4 separate regions of the Mus musculus genome follow, and regions 2, 3 and 4 are each linked to region 1. Evidence: chromatin contacts called from public HiChIP or PLAC-seq and Micro-C data. All regions are on one chromosome and are shown on one strand. Each heading gives the region's core, a stretch centred on a gene start, on an enhancer-like site or on the middle of the called end of the contact. The rest is flanking DNA. Distances are from core to core; before and after follow the strand shown. Region 1 holds the start of Olfm1 (olfactomedin 1). Region 2 holds the start of Col5a1 (collagen, type V, alpha 1). Region 3 has its middle 17 kb from the start of Ralgds. Region 4 holds the start of Gtf3c5 (general transcription factor IIIC, polypeptide 5).

Evidence for each region. HiChIP or PLAC-seq counts read pairs in DNA pulled down with a chosen protein or histone mark. Hi-C and Micro-C count contacts between places; a contact is called where the count stands out from the background.
Region 2: an H3K4me3 HiChIP or PLAC-seq map of embryonic forebrain shows a contact between it and region 1, with 4 times the contacts expected there. The contact joins the promoter of Col5a1 here to the promoter of Olfm1 in region 1. A contact is called at or near these places in 19 of 39 promoter capture datasets (the 3T3-L1 cell line, the C10 cell line, the HPC-7 cell line and 11 more), 1 of 484 Hi-C or Micro-C datasets (embryonic stem cells), 10 of 115 datasets of contacts at active chromatin or transcription factors (craniofacial prominence, embryonic forebrain, embryonic midbrain and 4 more) and 2 of 9 other capture datasets (embryonic stem cells and liver).
Region 3: a Micro-C map of embryonic stem cells shows a contact between it and region 1, with 6 times the contacts expected there. The contact joins the enhancer-like site here to the promoter of Olfm1 in region 1. A contact is called at or near these places in 7 of 39 promoter capture datasets (the 3T3-L1 cell line, the HPC-7 cell line, embryonic stem cells and 3 more), 7 of 484 Hi-C or Micro-C datasets (the HPC-7 cell line, bone marrow-derived macrophages, embryonic stem cells and 1 more), 4 of 115 datasets of contacts at active chromatin or transcription factors (bone marrow-derived macrophages, embryonic stem cells and epiblast stem cells) and 2 of 9 other capture datasets (embryonic trunk and macrophages).
Region 4: a contact with region 1 is called in a CTCF HiChIP or PLAC-seq map of embryonic stem cells, with 8 times the contacts expected there. The contact joins the promoter of Gtf3c5 here to the promoter of Olfm1 in region 1. A contact is called at or near these places in 8 of 39 promoter capture datasets (the 3T3-L1 cell line, embryonic stem cells, frontonasal cranial neural crest and 4 more), 1 of 15 datasets of contacts at CTCF or cohesin (embryonic stem cells), 2 of 484 Hi-C or Micro-C datasets (both in embryonic stem cells) and 1 of 9 other capture datasets (adipose tissue).

The regions. Positions count from the first base shown.
Region 1 is chr2:28,204,070-28,209,306 of GRCm38.p6, reverse strand. It overlaps Olfm1 (olfactomedin 1), which reads right to left and starts at 3,618. Exons shown (of 6, transcript NM_019498.2): 1 at 3,208-3,618; 2 at 1,080-1,229. The coding sequence starts at 3,357.
Region 2 is chr2:27,884,887-27,889,995 of GRCm38.p6, reverse strand. It overlaps Col5a1 (collagen, type V, alpha 1), which reads right to left and starts at 3,571. Exons shown (of 66, transcript NM_015734.2): 1 at 3,072-3,571. The coding sequence starts at 3,180.
Region 3 is chr2:28,514,204-28,519,404 of GRCm38.p6, reverse strand. It overlaps a transcript of Ralgds not described here. Among named protein-coding and RNA genes, the nearest start is that of Ralgds, 17 kb to the left of the region's middle. Within about 2 kb of position 1,969, at least 225 of the 459 cell types and tissues checked have an H3K27ac peak or open chromatin away from gene starts, as enhancers often do. A contact at or near this core is called in bone marrow-derived macrophages, embryonic stem cells, epiblast stem cells and 4 more, where this site is marked.
Region 4 is chr2:28,582,005-28,587,271 of GRCm38.p6, reverse strand. It overlaps Gtf3c5 (general transcription factor IIIC, polypeptide 5), which reads left to right and starts at 3,993. Exons shown (of 12, transcript NM_148928.3): 1 at 3,993-4,447. The coding sequence starts at 4,295.

The DNA.
Region 1 (5,237 bases), core at 2,369-4,868:
TCCTGCCTTAGCAGCTGAGTCTGCCCAAGGTATTGGAGCCCAGCTGTAGCCCAGCTACAGCTGGGAAGGCTGAGGCCTGGCAGGGATCAGGCTGGGCTCCAAAGCCATTCTGCCTTTGCAAAGATGATTTCTGTTCCCAGGGCTTCTCTTCAAGTTTACAGAGGATGCCTCGCCCCTGCAGATCTCACACAGGTGAGGGCTTGAAAAGTCCAAAGCCAATCAGTAGGGAAAGCCCAGCTTTCTGGGGTGTGTGTGTGTATGCGTGATACGTGATCCACTGTCTCTGAGTAGGAAGGGTTCATGCCTGGAGGCATCTTTTCTTGGGAGAGGGAGTTGGGCAGGGCGGAACAGCCCCTCATTTTCCCTTTTCCCCATGGTAGCACTCCAGGGACCTGTAATAGTGAAGTCAGCTGCAGAATCTGGGGTCCCTGGGGGCAGCCTATAGGTACTCTTGGCAAGAAACAGAATCCCAATAGGAAGATACTGGTTCAGTGATTAGAACCATCTCCCTTTCCAACCAGCTGTGTAGCCTGGGGACATCAAACTGAGGAGTGACCAGTGCCACCAGCTGTGCTCAGGTCTTGTGACAATGAAGTGAGACAAGACTCAGAATGTGTGCATAGAAACATCGCTGCCCTCTTGTTAGGAAGCAACCACTAGGAGCATCCATGCGGGCAGGGGGGACTTGGCAGGTGGGACGGAGACATCCCCACGGACAGCCTGTGTGCCATATATCAGGAACCCACCGTTTCCCTGGCAGCATTGTGGAGCCTTTGGACCAGACCCTGAGCATTGCTCAGAGGAGAGATGGCATGTGACGAAGGAGAGCCATGCTTCTGGCTTTCCCAACAAGCTCCTTCCTAGAGCCCTCAGAGCCCAGGAAGCAGGTGTACTCATCTCCCAACCAGGGCCACCCTTGTCCTCTCTCCATTCTCCTAGCCACTCGGTCATCTGCCCATTCATTCAGTCACAAATGTTTAGAGCGTGGGCCATGCCAGTGAAGGCCCAGCCAAGCCTCAGGCCGCCACACTGCACTCTGCATGTGCAAACTCACACATCAACCCCTTGCACGGACTCACCTTCTCCAGTAGCTGCCTCAGCTGTTTTGTGCGGGCATCCCGCGAACACATGGTCTGCTGGGGGGCGACCACTGTGCAGATACACCTGCCCTCACTGTCCTGGGCAGAGCTGTACACCTGCCAGCTCTCCTCGGGGTTGGTGGGCAACACCTGGAGAAGGGCAGGCAGGGAAGGGCACGAGGAGAGAAAGAGAGAATGTGAGGATGAGGGAGACCTGTACCCAGGTGCTGAGGTCTCAAAGAATTGGAGAGGAACAGTGCCTTAAAATGCATGTTCAACCCTGGGTGCTCAGAGTTTTGACCTCTAACCAAATTAATGCCGGGGGAGGTGGGAGGGGCCGCCGATGCACTAGGTTGGGTGAGGGGGCCATATAAGAAACCAGTAGCTAATGGCTTAGGGAATCAGATACCCTCTTCTTCCAGCAAGATGCTGACGAGCCTTGAGCTCCTGTTCCCTAACACTTGGAGACAAGCACAATTGTTATGAGTCCTGAGTCGGCACCTAAGAACTGAGAGCAGCAACCCTAGAGCTGTGTTGTCTCCCGAACAAAAGCAGCCTGGCTCAGATGTTGATTTCCAACTCCATGAAGCTCCCCCACGCACTAGCCATTTGGTGGATGTCAACAAATATATTGTGTAAGGGTCACCCTTAACCTCAATCCTGAGGGTTTGCCCAAAGACCACCAAGGACCCAGAACTGAGTGGCTGGATTCACCTTGCAGGCCTTCTATACCACCCATGACCCTGACCTTCAGATACACAGCAGGGGCAGAAGCCACCAAGGCTCCTGCATACACACCACCATGACCCCTGCCCTCCAGCCACTGCAGCCTACCCAGTCTCCAAGCCCTTCCCTGGCATCCTGCACTTCCCTGCTATTTTTAGATAAGGATGGGAAGAAGGCAGAGAAGCAGGTAGTGCTATACTTCATTTCATTCATCCAGCTTAGGACACAAGCATCCAAAATCCTTATCAGGGAAACTCATGGTGATATTTTTGTTTGGCTTTTTTTTTTTTTTTTTTTTTTTTGAGACAGAGTCTCATTACGCAGCTCTGAATGTCAGGGAACTCACTCTGTAGACCAGGCTGGCCTCAAACTCACAGAGACCCACCTGCCTCTGGGATTTAAGGAGTGGGACACCACTCCCAGTACCAGGGCACTAGGAAAACTCTTTTTAAAACAACAGGAGAGGCAGACCCTACAAGAGTGATAGATGGTGGTGGTGGTGGTGGTGGGTCACACCACCCAGCTCTTGGGATCAAACTGGAGGAGAATGGTCCCTCACCTGTCCTTTCCACTGAGAAGGTTATGCCAGGGTCCCTTTCCAGTGGCCCCTGACTTAAGGGTGGTCTCTGCTCAGCCTGCTCCATCTATCATGGAAGTCAGCCTTATCCAGACCCTCCACCCAACCCCCAGCCATAGCTCCCCATCCGCAGGCTGCCGATGACATGGAGATTCGATTTCCGTGTCAGAGGCCAGTAGAGAGGGGTGGGTGAAGACAGATCGGCAGCTGGGTCCCGCCCAGCTCCTCTCAACCTCCTCCAGAGTGCACGCTGAGATCTTCCAACCGAGATGAGACCGGAAGGGTCCCTTGGGATTTGGGGGGCTCAGGTGAGATCACAAGCTCTGGTCTTTTGCCTTGGGCCCCACTCTGCACTGGTCCAGTCCGTCTTTTACAAAGTAGGGCGAGCTGAGTCCTGGCTGGACCTAGCCCACAAAGGGTTTTAAGCAGCACCTCCACCCCTTACTTGCTGAGTGACCTTGGCTAAGTCCCCAAGTCCCTAGCTTCAGTTTCCTAAGCTTTGCAAAGAAAGATTTTCTAATATTAGTGAACGAGGACTCTGGACTTTGAACCCCTCCCACCATCACCAAAGCAGGTGTCCTCAAGCCCCTCCGGGGGACTGGGAGCAAAAAGCATCGCCCCGAAACGCCAGAGTGCGAGTGGCGGCCGCAGCTGAAGGCACTGCTTGGCTGCAGGGCAGAGGGTGGGCTCGTGACCCCGGCCCTTGTAACCCTCCCTCCCAGGGTGACCCCATCCTGTGCCGCACCGCCGGGCCAGCCCGGGGCTCGACCCGAGAGGAGGCAGGAGGGAGGAGGGGCCGCGAGGGCTCAAGGCGGGCGCACTTACGCCGGTGCTGCGGTCCAGCGTCCCGCCGCTGGCGGCCGAAAGCCGGGTGGTATTGAGGCCCACCAGCGAGGGCAGCGTCTGGGACATCCAGTTGGTGATCATGGCCATGGTGCTTAGCACGACCCCGATCTTCAGCAGCGGCACCGACATCGCGCCTCGAGTGGCCTCCTGCGCCCGCGCCGCGCCGGCGCCGGCTCCCGCGCCCCGGGCAGCCTCAGGCGGCGGGCACCACGGCGGGCAGGGGCGCCCGGCCGCGTCCCCGCGCCCCCTCTGCCCGCCGCCGCCCGCCGGTCTCTGCCTCCCTGTGCGCACTGGCCATCGCCGCGCCGCCCCGGCGCCGGGAGGTGACCAGGCGGCCCTGCCCGGCGCGCGCTGCCTGCCCGCGCTGCCCGCCGCTGCAGCGTCCCCGCGCGCTCCGCTCTCGAGAAGGGCCACCGGGTTCTGAGCGCGGCGCGGGCTGTGCGCGGGGGCCGCGGCCGGGGGGCGGGGACAAGGCCGGGCGGCGGCCGACGCAATCTGCCCAGGAAATGGGTGGATTTTTCCTCCGAGCTCCGGCTCCGCGACGCCCCCTGGCTGCAGGCAGCGAGGTCTGCAAACCGGTCGGCCGAAGAGTTAGGGTCACCCAGGAGGACGGATAAAACGCCGCCACAAATCGTAAAAAAAAAATATAAAACCTCAAGAATCTCGCATGGCACCCATCCACAGAACACCCCCTCGCCCAGCTCTCTCGGTCACCCTCACGGTTTTGTCTCGCCCAGGCCCGGCCTGCTTGTGGTCAAGGGTCTCCTCCCCTGCTGCTGGGCTTGCCTTCCCTGGTGGACTAAGTCCAGTCAGTTTGGGGTGTCTCCTGAGCCCCAGCAGGAAAGAGTAGCTTGGGTGGAGTCTCCAGTGTCAGCGCAGGAGTAAAGAGGTAGCTACAAAGTGAGAGACACTGCTGGGAACCTTGGACAACTACCTCAGAAGGAGGGGACAGTTGGAAGTCCTAGCGGGGGAACACCCTGGGCTTGTGGGAGCAGGTTTAAACAGAGAGGGACTGGAGGGGGGCGGTATGCCTGCTGTGCACAGTAGAGGATGAAGGAGAGAGAGTGTGCCAACCTACCGTCAGGAGCTGCTGGAAGCATAGGGCTCAGGAGGAACTAGAGGGGCCACACCCATGATTGTGGGGTATGGTACATGCACGGGGGGCGGGGAGGGGCGGGGTTAGAGTATCTGGCGTCTATGCTGTAGGCTTAGATGGACAGGGGTCCCTCGCAGGGACCCAGATCAGGGCCAGGCAAGCTTCAGCAGTATCTGTGCCAAGACTTGTAAGTCTCAGCAAAACAGAACAGCCGGCAAACACAACTTCATAGTGCTTTTGACTTTGAAGCAAGCCCTCTAAGCTGAGGAAAGCCAGTTTCTGCAGGCATTCCTCCAAGTTGTTCCAGTCCCGGGCAGGGAAAGCCAGCCTATTCGCAGCCCCCTACCCCTGCGCTCTTTCCCACCTGGTCAATTATAGACCAGGAAGAGATGTCAGAACAAAGGCAGGCCTCCTGGGGTCTGCCAAGAGGGATATGACATCTTCCGGGGGCTTGTCTCTCTGTGTTCAGTCCTCATTTGCAGAGAAAACGTCAACAGCCAAGATGACCCTGGCCCGAGTGCTGGGCGTGAGCCCTGCTGGCTCAAGAAGTCAATTGGAGTTGTTTCTCTGGTTAATGCATGGCATTCATTGGTGCCTCCAGTTTGGGTCAGATGCCAGCGAATTACAACTGTTAGGGAAGGGCGCCATCTCTCCGTGAAATCTGGTACTGCAGTCCAGTCACACCCAGTGGTCCTGCTGGATGCAGCAGCCGGAGATGCAAGGCTCTCTGCCCTACATCCTCTGCCAGGCATTTTCTGAACAGAATCAGGGCCGTGGCTGTGTCTACTCACTTGCTTCCTACTACACAAAGGTAAGGAGCGCTTAATGTTTATCAACAATTTCAAATCCAGCCCAGTACAGTCCTCAAAGTTCTCAAGGCGTCTCAGGAGTCATACCTTTTATTGAATTCCTA
Region 2 (5,109 bases), core at 2,322-4,821, 320 kb after region 1:
GGGAGAGAGGAGAGATGGAGAGGCAGGAGCAGCAGCAGCAGGAGACATGGCGCTGGCAGAGTGGAACACCCCATCTGTCCCCCAGGGCCCTGCCTGGACTGGGCCCCCAAGCTGGGATCGTAGCTCAGGGTACTGGGTCTCCCAGGGGAAAGCTAGGAAATGGATGTGAGATCAAAGAACAGAACGAGTGGGAGTGGGCCAGGGCTCGCAGGAAGGGCTCCAGCCAGGTTAGTCAGCTCTGCTTCTCCACAGCTGAGCTTCTGTCCAGACAGGTACCAGCACACTAGCCACCAGTATTCACTGTTCCCTGAGCCCCAGACTACAGCAAACAGTGTCCTGGGGTAGGGGAGAAAATGCTTTCCTGACCCACTGGGCACCACTCACCATCCCTGCTGTGACCCTGGGGACTGGGTTAGATCTGTACAATCTGTATTCTACTCAACAACTGTAACCCTAAGAGGGTACAGGAAGTTGTTTTGGTTTGCTTTTTTAAATGAAGAAAGAGGCTTCCAGCCAGAGGCAGGAGCAGGCAGCGGGCATCAGCTGCCCTCGGCTAAGGGTGTGACTATGAGGAGCATCCAGAAATATCTACAGGGTGGGGTAGAGGGGCAGTCTCTGGCCAGCACCGCAGGGCCAGCCCCCAAGACAGCATCATCAGAGAAGAGGCTGTGAGCTAGCCCCCAGAGGGGACTCATCTACCACACAGCTGGTGAGGGCACACAGCTCCAACCCTGCAGCCAGAGTAATACACCCTGACAGACACAGGGGGCTTCTACAGACTGGACTTTGTGGGAAAAGTGAAGGAGAGATAAGGGGAAGAGAGGGGAGGAAGGAGAGGGGAGAGAGGAGAGAAGAGGAGGGAGAGAGGAGGGGGGAGGGAGGAGAGGGGAGAGAGGAGGGAAGGCCCAAGGATGTCCCTGTAGCCAACTCATTGAGTCACAGGAAATTTAACCATTCAGTATCTGTCAAGTCTTACAAAACTTGGCTGGCTTTCCCCGCAAATTATTGCAAAAAAAGCAGTCACATGACCCAAGCCCACCAATAGCACATGGAAGAGATGACCTCAATTTCCAAATATTGGGGTCACATTTCATTTCTCATTCCTCCCCCCCTTAAGGCTTTTAGCAGCTCCCAGAGCAATCGGACTTCTCACTCCTTCACACACTTGGCCAAGAGAGAGACAGAGGATCTGTGCTCACAGAAACCTCGGAAAACATCTGGCAGGTCCGAGAGGGAGAGCAGAGCAGGGTCTGTTTGCACTTTCTCCTGACCTGTCAGCATCAAACGTGCACTGCTGCCCCTCTGGCCATGCACTGAGGGTGACTTCAAAGTGGGTCGCACCACAGGAGCAGAGGGGAAAGCTTCCCGAAGCCCACCCAGAAAAGCAGTTTCTTTATGTGCTTCTAAAAGTCAACTCTGTCCAAAGCAAAACAGCTAACAGCACAGCCAGGACCCAGGCAGCCCCTTCCAAATGGCCGCACCCTCAACAGCACAGGGAAGTGGGGCAGAGCATAGTAATAGAGTGACGAAGAGAGGTAGGTGGCCACAGGACAGGGCAGGGCTGGGACAAGGTACAGGGTGGACAGGGTGAACCCGGAACACCCAACCTATGCTAGTGGTAACCCCAGCTTCCCAGGCGAGAGGTCCACTGAAGGCTTCCCTCCTGGGGTTCTGGGGCGCACAGGGGAACATTGTGGGGGTATAGGGAAAAGAGAGGCTGACCTCTCTTGTCTCTCCTCCACACTTTCCTGAGGGCCTTCAGCATTCCCTACTGCTAGCTTAACCCTGGGAACTCCGGGGCAGTTGGTCCAAGTTCCACAAGAGTGAGCATCGTCAGCCCATGCTCTCCCTCGGTCCCCGCAGGCCCTGGCCCCTCCCATTTCCACTCTTGCTCATCCTGTGGCCACTGGACACTAATGGTGCCAGAAAGCAGGAGAAGAATATTGTAATTGGCCATGGGGGGTGGAAATGGATTCTCCTGCTAGTCCTAGTAACACCAGCTAAGCTAAGGAGAGCCCTGTCACTGCGCAAGGGCTGACCACTCCACCCGCTGTTCGGCTGCCTGAACTCTTTCTAACTGCCTTCGCCTCCCTGTATCAGCACATGCCTGGTGCCTTCCCACCCTGGGCTATGGTGTTTAAGGGCTCTGGGGAGGTTTATCCCACAACTAACTAACAAGAGTGATGCTGAAAATAATATGCCTGCCCAGACCTGAGCCTGAAAGCGCTGAAATACAGACAGGGACAATCCCAGTACCTCCCTGATTCTGCCCATTGGATCAGGGCTCCTTCAGAGAACCCAACCTGGCAGGAGTCTCACATCTGCAGATCATCTGAGAAGCTCCCAGCCCAGACTCCAAGGCCCTCTCCAGGCTTCCCGTTCATCCCATCTTTGGGCAGAAAGCCCAAGAAAACTACCTCTAAGGGGTTTGGAGGTTTGACGGCTAGGAGTAGGGCTGGCCTACCTCACAGGGCTCCCCAGTGCCCCTGAAGACTTGTCAGGGACTACAGGGAACTCTGTCCCCTGGGAATTGCAGAAACTTAGCTCAGACAAGCAAGAGGGTGTGTACAGAGGGAAGTCCATAGCTGGGGTTTCAAACTTCTGGGATCCCCCTCCACCCCTAGGCGTCCCTGAGGAACTGAATGGCCTTGACTCTAGGGGGCGGCCCTTTCCAGCTTTCAGAAGGAAAGTTTCTGCTTAAGGGCTGCGTGGGATGCAGCGGGTCGCCTGTGATGTGGGACAGAAAATGCGAGGTTTGGGGACAAAAGTGTGAGCACCTCTGCTGGGATCTAACACGAGGCAGATTCTTCCTTGACTCGACCAACAGCCCCACCCAGCAGGCCCGTTTGAGGAGGGGGCGGTACGCCGCGGGGATGGAGTTGGCCCGGCTCCCTCTCCTGGGCCCCCAACGAATGGTATTCGTTGTCTTGCCCGGTGCATTCCACAGGCCAAGGAGGAAAGTTCTGCAGGCTCGGAGGAGGCCGGCGGCGAAGGAGCCCGAGATGACAGCGGCGCGGAGGTTCTGCGCACCTCTTACAGTCCCCGAGGTCCGGTCCCCAGAGCACTCTTACCTGCGCGGCTCGAAGGCGGCGCCCACAGCAGCAGCAGGAACAGGAGTAGCGGCGAAGACAGCAGCAGGGCGCCTGGGCGCGCAGCTTTCCAGCGGGTGTGTACGTCCATGCCGGCGGGGTGCGCGGGCCGGGGAGCGGGAGACGCACACGATGCACGGGGACCAGAGACACGTCCCGGGTGGCGGACGCTAGGGGAGCACGACAACTTCAGGGAGTCATAGGAAGCTCGGCACCCGCCCGATCTCCCCCGCGGCGGTGGCTGTTCTGGAAGAGGCAGCGGGCGCGCTCGCCCACGGCGCAGGGATCGACTGTGGCCCGGGACGGCCGGGACCCCCTCGCTGGCTGCTCGCGCACTCCCTGTCCTCCTCCTTCTAGTCTCGTGGCCTCCTCACCGCTGCTGCCCCGCGACCCGCTCCCCGTGGGCGCTCCGCTGGAGTGAGGTCCTGCGCCAGCCGCGGGGACCAGGAGTGCGGACCTCGCCTTCGGCGCTGAGCACTTTTCCCCCCTTTCCCTCCCTCCCTCGCTGCTGGCAGACAACGCGGAGGCTGTGGATTCCCCCACCCCCCACCGCCCCCAACGCCCGCAGCAAATCAGAGCCCGGCGCCCCGCTCAGCAAGGCCGGTCCCCGCCTCCCACTGGGCGCCGAGGGCGAGGGGGTGGGGATAGCGGGCGAGTCGCGGCGAGGAAGGGGCTGGCCCGGGGCGGGAGCGGACGTGGGACGGGGCCGGCGCCCCCGTTCTTTCTCCCCGCTCTGGGCGGCGGCCTCCAAAACCTGATGGCCCACCCTGATCCTAGATTCTTCCCGCCTCAGGTACCCCGACCTGGCCAGACTCCAAGAACCAACGTTGAGGGACCCCCGAAGTTTGATCGCTGGAATTCAAAAGAGAGATTGCAGTACCACACAGAACTTTCTCTTTAAGGAGGAGTTCCGAGAGCTCCTCTTCTGGGCGGAGACTCAACTTGCAATTCAGCCAGAAGGGGCTCCCTAGACTATGACTGACAGGCCAATACAGCGCTGGGGACCTGCCTTCTACCTCTCCACAGACCAGACTGTCAAGGATGCCCAGAGGGGCCTTAAGTGAACAAGGAGTGACCAAGTTATTAATCAGGTGAAGGTCAGTCTCAGATCCCACCCCACCGCCTTACTGCTGTCCCTAGTGGCCCAACAACTCACAAGGAAAAGGAAGAGCCCCCTTCCAGAGCTGACAGCTGGAAAAGGAGAGGGGCTCCCAGCTCCCCATCTACAGCAGAGGGAGACAGGAGTTCTCCCAGACTTCTCCAGGCCTGGGAGGCCCTGCAAAAGCCTGACTCACTGCCCTGCCCTTCTCCAAGGGCTTCAGGGTTTGTTTAGAAAGAATCAGAGTGAATTAAGAAGGCTTTCAGACACAAAGCTATCGCTCCCTTTGAACACATTGCAGCCTGAAAGAATTTTGTAGTGATGGAGACCGGCCTGGGACATCTCTCTCCGGCTGCATCCTCAGGCTCCCTAGTTTCTCATTATTCTCCAAACAAGAGGAGAGTGGCAGTCAGGGTGCAGAGGCATTCATGGGATAGAGGCAGTCAGAGGGCAGAGGCAGTCAAGGGGCAAAGGCAGTCAGAGGGCAGAGGCAGTCAGGGGATAGAGGCAGTCAGGGGGCAAAGGCAGTCAGAGGAGTTGCTGGGATGGCCATGCTCTGGTTCTTGAATCTGAATGGGGGTGGCTAGTACTGACTTAATTCAAGCTTTGCTTAAGTGTGGAATGTACCTTATAGGGAACATCAGACAGTACACAGAATAGAGGAGGAAAGCTGGGGATGCAGCTCAGAGGCTGTGCACAAAGGTCCTAAATTCTATCCAGAGTACAGAGAGGGCAGAGGGAAACAAGCTTGAGTGGACATGCAGACAGACAGACAGACTCAGTCACAGTACAGTAAGAGTTAAAAGCCAGCTTGTACTTGTTATGGAATAATTATGTATGTGTGTAAGTTGTATAAATGATAAGATGTGTATGTGTGTGTGTATGAACACATGTGGGGGCATGTACATGCATATGTGTGTC
Region 3 (5,201 bases), core at 720-3,219, 310 kb before region 1:
GAGGCCAGGAGTGGGAATTTCCTTGGAGAAAGGGAAAGGGGAAGGAGAGAGAACACAGACAGGTTCTGAAGGATGGTAGCATGCACCTTTATCCCAGAACGTAGGAGGTAGGGGCAGGCAGATCTCTATGAGTTCAAGGCCAGCCTGATCTACATGGTGATATTGTTCTAAAAAATATACAAACAAACGAAAAAACACTGACTGGCTTAGCAATCATTTCAGGATATTTAATACTAAAACCTCAAGCCCAGTGTCCAGCTGCCCAGACTGTGTGCTGGAATCCAGTTACCTCAACCTCAAACCCTGGAATCTACCAGCGGAGGCAGGCAGACTCAGCCACGTGCAGGCCCTGGGCCCGATTTCCCACATCCCATGCAAGTCCCCAAACGTGACATAACTTACGGGGCAGTATTGATGTTTAAAGTGGTGAGCACACAGGGAAAGGGACAGATGAGCCAGAGATGGAGAAACAGGTCAAGAGGAATTATGCTGTGGTCAGCCGGCTAGTTAGTCTCAAAGTTGGTTTGAGACCACAGCCTTGTATTCCAGGAGCTCCAGGGGACTCTTGGTCTTTGCCACACCTGGGATGCTGCCGTGCCCCAGGACTAGGGAGTCCGGGGCTACAGGGTATTTGTGTTGTTAAAACATCGTGCCTGTCCCTCTGGAATGGCCGGCACCAGGCTACAATTGACTGTACAGCTGATTCTGAATCTTTCTGACATTCTACCACTGTCCAATTGTCACTCGGATATCTAGAAAATGGCATTGGTTGCTAAGGGACTGGCCTGATGGTAGGCAGCTGCAGCTTGGGGTAATAGGAAGAGGGAGTAGACTGGGGTTTCTCTCAGTAAGGATCCTGGGGCTGTGGGCTGCTAGGCCCTATATGGAGGTGTGGGTGGATCAACCACAGGAGGTAACCACTCAGAGCTAAGAGCCACACACAGGCGGTGGGAAAGCCCCTAGCCGGGAGTCTTCCTGCAGGTATTTTGGGGGACTATGGTTGCTAAGCAACTGTACTAGGTTGCCATGGGAACTCTCCCTTCTTCTGGGACTTGTCATTTTTATGGAGATGCCACATTCCTTCCCATCTCTACCTCCTCAGGCTGTCTCAGCTACCTGTAAGGGGCCCTGGAGGCTCCCCAAACCTACCTTTGCCTACAAGGAAGCCACCTATCCAAGAAAGTACTATGCCTCTAAGACTCAGTTTGGGGGTGTGTGTGTAGGGGATTCAGGTCTCACAGTGTACCTCAGGATGACCTTGAACTCATAATTCTCCTGCCTCAGCTGGGATTGCAGTCGTGCACCACCCCGTGACCCTCTAAGAGAGGATTCTCTTGAGGTTCAAGACCCAACACAGAAAGCAGAGTTGAGGCCCTCATTAGAGTCAGGGGGATGAAAAAAATCTGTCTAGCTTGGTTTGCATCTCCATTCCTGCTAACCACCAACTCAGGCTCTTCCTGCCTTGACAGGGCTCTGACCACTAGAAGCCCAGTATAACTGGAAGGCATTCTCCGCCCTAGCCCTGGTGCCTGGCCCCTCCCTGGCTTGTCTGTAAAGGAGTGTCACCTGGGGCTTGCCATTACCCAACCAGGGGTTGTCCCCATGCCCAGCCAACCAGTGTTGGCAGCAGGCCATGCTGGGTAGACATGCCTCCTCTGGGACAGGCTAAGGCTAAGGTCCCTGCCAGCCATGTGTTGTATAAGCAGCTCACCTTTCCCTAAAACTACTTCTTGTGGCCTGTGGTAATAGGTAGGGGAGCTGTCTGGAAACTGCAGTAGGCCAAGGCAACTTACTGGTGACGAGCCAGAGGGAGGCAAAGTCCAGGCCCCAAGGTGTGTGTGTTGGGGAGAGGGGGTGGGGGAGAAGCTGAGGTCTCCTCAGTGGTTACCAGCAACACCCTGCTGCTCGCCTGCTCTCATTCTGATTTCCTTCAGTGTGTGTCACCAAGGATGACTCCTGACCTGTTTACAGTTTGCTTTGTCTCCTGGCAACCAGATGAGCTTTTGTGGAAACTCGGGACAGGGCAGTGCAGTACTGAACTTCCACACCAGAGGTTACAGCGCCACCTGCTGGTGCTACCATTGGTGGCCTTCAAGCCTTCCTACACAGGTGAAATTCTGCCAGATCCTAAGGAACCTGGCCTTCCCTATAACCCTCCTCACAGGCTCAGCTGTGTCCTTCCAAAAGCCCTTGGGTCCTGCAGATCCAGGCAACACAAGGCTAGACTGGGATGGGGTCAGGTCAGGGCTCACTCTCTCACTCTCACACACTCTCTCTCTCTCTCTCTCTCTCTCTCTCTCTCACACACACACACACACACACACACACACACACACACACACACACACACACGATGTCCTTACAGTAATGGAGACAACCAGACACAGACACACAGAGACACAGACACACAGAGGCAGCTGTGTGGAGGCAGAGGACTACAGACACGTTTAGGGGGATTTAAAGCTAAGGACTACAGCCATGCCAGAAGCTGTGGTTCAGTGGTGTTGATGCCTTGCTTTTAGGCTTCTGTCCTCTAGAACCACGAGAGATTTCTGTTGCACAGGGTCATCCAGTATATGGCATTCTGCTAGAGCAGCCACAGGACACTAACACAACGTACCAGGCCTGTCACCTTTTTGTCACCGTCATGCCTACCTCGCTGACTCTTGTCTCGCTCCCTGTCAGCTTTCTGCACTGCTCTTCCTGCTTTCTCTCGTGTGGCTGACCTATGAGATGCACAAGCACATGGATGAATGGCTCTCCAGCTCTGCTACTTCACCAAGTTCAGACAACCGTAAAAGTCAGAAGCTGGGGAAATGGCTCAGAGGTTACAGGGCCAGGACCTCCACGACTCAGGCAAATGCCTGATGGCTGTGGCTATCCAGACAGATATAAATCTAGCCTCAAAGGATAGAGACGGAATCTCCAGAGCAAGCTGGCCAGCAAGCCCAGCCCTATTAGTTGAGACCCTGCCTCCCTCAATGATCACAGCACCTACCATATGCATGTGCCAACACATGCATCTACGCCCAGTGTGTTGGAGTTCCCAGCACTCGGAAGAGGATGTCTGTGAGTTCTGGGGTCTACACAGTGAGTTCCAGGATAGCTAGTGCTATGTAGAGACCCAGTCTCAAAACAAATGAACCAAAACTCATGCACAACATATATACACATATATGTATAACACACATACCTGAAAATGGAAGAGGAAAAAGTCAAGAGACAGCAGCAGGTGTGCAGATGGGGGGTGGGGTGGGGTGGGGTGACAGCAATGAAGGCAATAGCAGGTGAGGAAGAAGATGCTTCCTGCTGCTCATGGCCACCCTGGTGCCAGGACAACCAACCTCTGTGTTTCCATATCCCTGGCCCTTCGATCTCAGGAGGCTAAAGGCCATGTGAGTCACCCATCTCTGTCCTTTGTTTTCCTCTCAAGGCCTACCTGGTCTCCCATAAGCACAGTGGAGACTCATTCCAGCACCTACTTGACCGTGTGTGTGTGTGTGTGTGTGTGTGTGTGTGTATGTGTGTGTAAGATGACACCGTAACACTTGGGGACTGCTGTCAGCTGTGACTAAAACACAACCTTAAGAGTTGGAAGAATTGTGGGTGGGGATGGAGAGTGGCAGGGATATAAACTACAGCAAGCCTGGCTCTGGGCAGTGGTACAGGGACAGTCATGTCCTCTCTTGGTCTCCTCTCCCAGCCTACACACTGGAGGGTCGACAGGTAAGCAAAGTCAGATGTGCCCCTCTGGCACACACCTCCCATTGGCCTGCATGCTAACTCTTCTGCTCAGCCCATACATCAACCCTAAGCCGCCGGCCGATCCCCACCAGCCCTAACCCCATCCCCTGAAGTGGGCTGGAACTGACTAGCTTCCAACTAACAAATACCATGACCACAAGGTCACGGCCAATGTTCTGTTTAGAAAGCATCTTGTGTCTTACTGGATTTCTTGTTTCCTCCTGGCCCTCCGTCTTCCCTGTCCGACTCTGAGGAGGCGGCAGGTTCTGATGTTATGAGCCGTTTTACAGAAAGGCAGGTCCACATGGCCAAGAAGCCAGAGAGGTCTCATGGTCACCGTGGATCCTGCCAACCACAGCAGGATGAGCTCCAAAGTGGTTCTTCCCAGCTGAGCCAGCGTGGGTCTTGTAACATGAAATGGATTATTATCAAGGTCTGGGGGCCGTTGGCTGTGAGTCAGGGGCAGATTCTCACACCTCGGAGGATAAACAGAACATCTGCTTCTCCTCTTGTATTCTTAGGTGTTTCCTTTTTTTGGGGGGGAGCAGGGGGTTCGAGACAGGGTTTCTCTGTGTAGCCCTGGCTATCCTGGAACTCACTCTGTAGACCAGGCTGGCCTCGAACTCAGAAATCCGCCTGCCTCAGCTTCCGAGTGCTGGGATTAAAGGCGCTCGCCACCACGCCCGGCTCTTAGGTGTTTCCTAAGGGCAGGACCTACCTACAGCCGTCATTTTAAGAGCCACACCCAGGAGCAAGGTAGCCACTGGTTAGAGTTCAGGCACGCAAGGCACTACGGGAAAAGACAAGAGGAAGCCAGGGCCCTTACACCCAACTCACTCTGAGGACAGGGATGCTAGTTGGGGGAGGCCTGAAAGAGTGGAACACACAACACCGAAAGAATGACTCTTGGAACTCTGTCCCCCTCCCCCGCAGTTGCTCCATTGACTAAAAGGATACTGCTGCCCCCCAGTGGTCAGTACCAGCACTACAGCCCCCAGGCAAGAAACCCTGAAAACAAAACACTACCTTTTGTTTGCGGGTTGTCAAGGTAGCAGGTCTCCCAGGCCCCAGCTGGGCAAAGGAACAAGACCTGTATGTTTCAGGGGTTACCACAAAGACCTCAGGAGCCTCATTTCACCCCTCTTTCCTTCTGATGGCTCTGGGACTCTGGCTCACTCAGGGGGCCTCCTCTTTCAGTCTAGGCAATGACCCTGACCCCATTTCAAATAAGAATCACACATTCTAACTAGGGTGGTCTTGTCCTTGGATCCTGGAGGAATGGTCTAGAGTTTGCCTCCCTCTAGTTACTCTGGCCTTTAAGTCACTCAAACCCTAAGGCTGCTTAGCAAGTCCACCAGGGGGAAGGCATTTTCCTAGAATTTTTATGGGTCATTGTAGGAGAACCAAAGCCAAAAGACATTCCACAAGCCCCTGAAACCCCCGGGGGCGGGGACGAG
Region 4 (5,267 bases), core at 2,744-5,243, 380 kb before region 1:
TCTTATCATTTAACAGGGGGCCTTGGAGTTGAGCACATCTTTAGTCCCAGACAAAGAGGCAGACAGATCTCTGTGAACTGGAGGCCAGGTCTACATAGTGAGTTTCAAGACATCCAGGGCTACACAGAGAGACCCTGTCTCAAAAACAAAACAAAACAAAACATAAATGAACATATAGCCTTGGGGGTTTTCCAGATTCAGACCACAGCAATGGAAGGGCAGAGAGCTTGTTACCTTGGTCTGTGCTTGGCTGTGCTTGGCTGCACTTGCTTTTTTTTGGTTTTGTTTTAGTTTTAGTTTAGTTTAGTTTTGTTTTTTTGAAGGCAGGGAGGAGATCGACTCTTCTTGCTGGCTGACCTCAGATTATAAAGCAAAGGATGACGTTGATCCTCTGACCTTCATCTTCATCTCCCAGTGTTGGGATTACAGATGTGCACCACCACACCTGGCTTACTTTTACATTGAATTTTTATTTATTAGATTTGCTATTTTATGTGTATGGGTGTTTCACCTGCTTGTGTGTCTGTGTGCCTTGTATGTGCCTGGAGCCCTTGGAAGTCAGAAGAGGGCACTGGATTCCTAAACCTGGTGCTGCACATGGTTGTGAGCCACTAGATGGATGATGGGAACTGAACCTGGGTCCTCTTCAAGAGCAGCAAGTACTCTTAGCTGAAGAACCACCTCTCCAGCCCCAATGTTTGTTTGTTTGTTTGGTAAGCAAGGAGTGTGAGAGCAGAGGTCTAACAGTTGGTTCTCTTCTTCCACTGAGTGGGTCTCCAGTGGAACTTTGATTGGCAAGACTTGCGTGGAAAGAAAGCCCTTGCCCATGGAGCCATCTTAGCCATCAAATAAGGCCTACCTTATTTTCTGAGACAGGGTCTTTCTGAGACTGTGTTTTGTATTCATGGCTGGTCAACAAAGCTGCTGAAATGACTTGTCTCTGCCCACGCCCAGTGCAAAGGTAACAGGTGAGTTTTGTTTTGTTTTTAACATGGATGCAGGGGGTCTGAACTCAGGACCTCATGTTTGTACTTCCCGAGGACTTTGCCCAGTGAGCCAGCTGATGGGATTTCCCACAGGATGGATTATGGCTCTGGAAGTCAAGAGGACTTCCATACCTTTGGTCCTGCACTTTCAGGTCACAACATCAGTAATTTGTCATGGACTTGGATGGGGCAAGTGTTCCTGGAAGCCATCCCTACAGAAAATGAGCATCAGTCATTTCTCTGCACACAGAAGTGACTGCAAGCCACACCCACACATCCTATTCTGTCTTACTGCATTCCCAGCTCACTCCCCCTCAGCCAAGCCCCCCATACTCCTCAGACTCCCAGCAAAGGGTGACCGAGGACAGCATGGCTGGAAAGGGACAGATGTACTAACCAAATGCAGTTTAAAACATGCTCCCACGTGAGCATAGTGATACAGAGCCTCCCAAGGCCTTCAGGAAGCCTATGTGTACTGAGGGGCTGTGCTGTTTACATTTCACTAGCTTTCCATATGTCTTGGCTAGGCAGCATTTTGGAAATATTTAACTAGGCAACATAAACTATATCTACGAACAAGCTCTGAAACCTGGTCTTGTTCATGGTTCCATTTTGCTTTGGAATGACAAGCTGACCGGGAAGGACAATGCCCAGTGACATGGTTTGTTCTTTTTGGAAGAGAAGCCTGTGAAAGACTCCATTGTCGGTCATTGTCATCCAATGATGAGACCCTGAACATGTGTATAAGTGGGCACAGATGGAGCAGATGGACAGCAAGAATACTGGCCCTGGGACTAGCATAAGCCTTTCAGGGGGCTCCTGAACTCAGGAGACCTCAGGCTTGAACTGGGGTTTCTTAGTGCAGCAACTTCTCCATCTTCCAGGATGTCATGACCACTTACCGCCAGCAGATGGAGGGCTTGCCCATGTGAATGTTCTGTCGCCATCTGATGGCCAAAAGGAAACATTACACTTCTCATCCAGTCCAAGGAGACTCAACGCCTAGCAAGGGAATATTAAAGAAAGCACCTACTATGTGCACTGTGGACTGACCTTGAGAATACAATGAGTTATACCGCATCTCTGTTGAAGCTCAGAAAAATATTTTCCAAAGATTTCCTTTTCACTAGTTGATAAAAGGCTAGTACTTTCCCCACTCCTGGTTCCTCCAAAGGCACACTGCCAACAATATTCAGCGTTCTGCAAAGCCCTGGATAGGAGTGTTATGCTGCTTGCCTGACGATGCTTTCCTGTGGATTTAGGCTCTGCTACACAGCCAGCATCCCCTTTCCATTGCCTTGGGTCATCTCAGGGGCTAGGACATCTGCCCTTCTCCAAGTCTATGTATCAGGAGCAGGACCTGAGATTTGCGAGCACATTTAGACAGCTAAGGCCCAGAACGTCCTTGGTCCTAGAGCAGTGGCTGAAGGGGTGTTGGTCACCAAACTAGTGCGCCCCAGTTCTGAGCCTTGTAAAATTCACCTTGTGTGCCAGGGCCTGTTGGAAAACTGAATCTGAAGAGGCTGGATGCAGAAAGATGGGTAAATGCCATGGGCTTGATTTTTCCTCAACGTTATCTTTTCTAGGTGTAATGGTAGGTGGGAGGGAGCCTAGAGATGGGACTCAACACCTTGAACAGTAAGCACCTCTTCCATCACTGAACAGCGTCTCAGCCTCCAATTCCTTTGCTAGTTGTTCTTGCTACTCAATGTGAGTTCTAGAAGGACAGGCTTTCTGATTCATCATCCACTCCCCACAGACCCAGGCATGCAGGAGACTGCATTTCCTAAATGCTAAATGTGTGGACACTGCTTTCATTAGCTGCCTGATCCTTTTGGCTCTTCTCAGCTTCCAGTCTGAAGGGTCTGATTAGATAGGTAAGTTTTTGTTTGTGAGGGTCTGTGCGCCAGATCTGGCTTGGATCCCAGGCAGGACCAAGTCTCTTTCTCTCAGAAGCTTGGCCTGAGGACCTCAGGTTGGTCCTTGTCTTTGTCTCCCCTCCTGCCCTTCTCCGTGGTTCCTGTTCACATACGGACATGCCTCTCTAGAATGAGATTGATTCAGTGTTCTGTGGCCACGTGTCGATCTAGGCCTGGATTGAATGAGTCATGAAAGTGTCGCCTCATTCATTCACTGGCTCACAACATCTTTAGTGAATGTATACTCTGTGTCTACCCCCGTGTTCAGGTCTGAGAGGTCCGCAGCAAAGCAATACTTACCTTTAGGAAGCTGCCAACACAGTAAAGCAAGGCCAGCATTAAGCAAATAAGGCTGTGCTCCCCGATGTGTGCGTCTGAGTGCCGAGTGCACCAAGGAAATCAGCAGACTAGGTTTAGGTTATCATGGTGGATCCCCAGGGGAGATAAAGCCTATACATAAACCTAAGTGATGAAGAGAAGCTGACAGCTAGGTGGTGGGGGGAAAGAGGGGTGAGGGTCCCGCTGAGAACAGGAACAACGTGAGATCGCTTTCTAAGATCATGTTTATATCATAAGGAGAAGAGATGACAGCTGAATATTGAGAGTGTTGCTACATTGGATGAGGGGTTTACCGAGGCTCCATGTAGCTTAGAAGCAGCTTTGTAGGTTCAGGAACCGAACTTCTTCTCATTCAGAGGTAGAAGCACCGAGTTCAGCAGACTTACCTATCTAATCAGACCCTCACAGAACCAACAGGTGAGTAGCCTATGTTGCAAATTTTGCTAAGCATGCTGTGCGTACATCCTAATATGGGATGCGATGTGCATCTAATATTTTACTGTCATCTCTGCAAGATGACAACAAAGGCTTTGAAGCTTGTGTATTAAACTCACAGAGGTGTGATGATAAGAAGTTATCAATTTGTTAATTTACAGTTGCACTCAGCCCTAAATACATGCACACAGGAGCAAGGCTAAGAGGACTCAGTGGACTGCTTTTTCTTTGACAGCCGAAAACCAGCTCAGGGATGAGAGGCGGGCCAGAGGACGCCTGGGGCACGTCTTCAAGCTCTCATTGGACGGGATATCCGGAAAAACCCGGTCGAATCCTGGCTTGTCTTGGTTGGGTCGGCTGGTGGGATACGCCCTCGTCTCGCCCCTTTGTCCAACCCTCTTCATTTTAAATTAAAAAGCCCCCAGTTCTGTGTGGTGTAGCAAAATAAACAGTTGCGGCGACGCACTTCTTCCTGGAGGCCTTCGAGTCTCCATGATTTAAGGAGACGAGAAAGGTAAGGAGGACCGGAACAATTCCTTCGCGGAACCTTTGAGGTGAGGCCTCGCGGAGCCATTTGAGAACGGACCGCGGCGGGCTGGAACCAGACTAGTAGGCATGGCGGCGGCGGAGCCGGATGCGGACCCGAAGGCCGCCATCCCTGTGGACCTGCGGCGGGAACGGCGCTTGGTGTGCGTGGAGTACCCGGGCGTAGTACGTAACGAGGCCAAGATGCTACAGACCCTGGGCGGCGAGGAAAGCGTCTCTCGAGTAAGGAGCTGGGAAACTCCGGGACCGCGGGAAAGGAATCGTGTCTACTGAATGGGCGGGACCACCGGGCGGGAGAGCGGTTTCCGTGGCAACGGAGAGTTTAGGCAAGCTCTAGGACCTGTTGTGAACTAGGCGGTATTTTCTTTCTGTCCCCAAATGTGAGTAGCATGCTTGGCATCTATCCCAGGACAGTGAGCTGCTCTGACCTTATTGCTCTCGGCAGAAAACCGAGGCACGGGAGGAAAGAGAACTTTTCCACCACCTGTAGTTGAAACTAAAAGTGACACAATTCGCCGGCGTTGTATTATGTGGTTAGCACGTACAAAGTGCTCTCCCGCCCCCCCTTGGTTTTTTCGAGACAGGGTTTCTCTGTGTAGCCCAGGCTGACCTCGAACTCAGAAATCCGCCTGCCTCTGCTTCCCAAGTGCTGGGATTAAAGGCGTGTGCCACCACTGCCCGGCTTTTTTTTTTTTTTTTTCCTGAGACAGGGTTTCTCTTACAGCCCTGGCTGTACTGGAACTCTGTAGACCAGGCTGGCCTCGAACTAGAAATCCGCCTGCCTCTGCCTCCCGAGTGCTGGGATTAAAGGCGTGCGCCACCACGGGCCGGCATTTTTTAATTTTTATTTATTTATTTTTTAACATGCCACAGTCCTTTCAATCCCCAGGGCCGGAACTGACAACATCTGCATTTTACAAGTAAACAGGCCACATAACCACACAACAAGTAGTGGACCTAAAGTGATGCTCTGTGGAATCTTGGAATTGTTTCTTTAGAAATGATTTCCCTGAACATCTTAGCATAAGCAGATTCTGGCTCC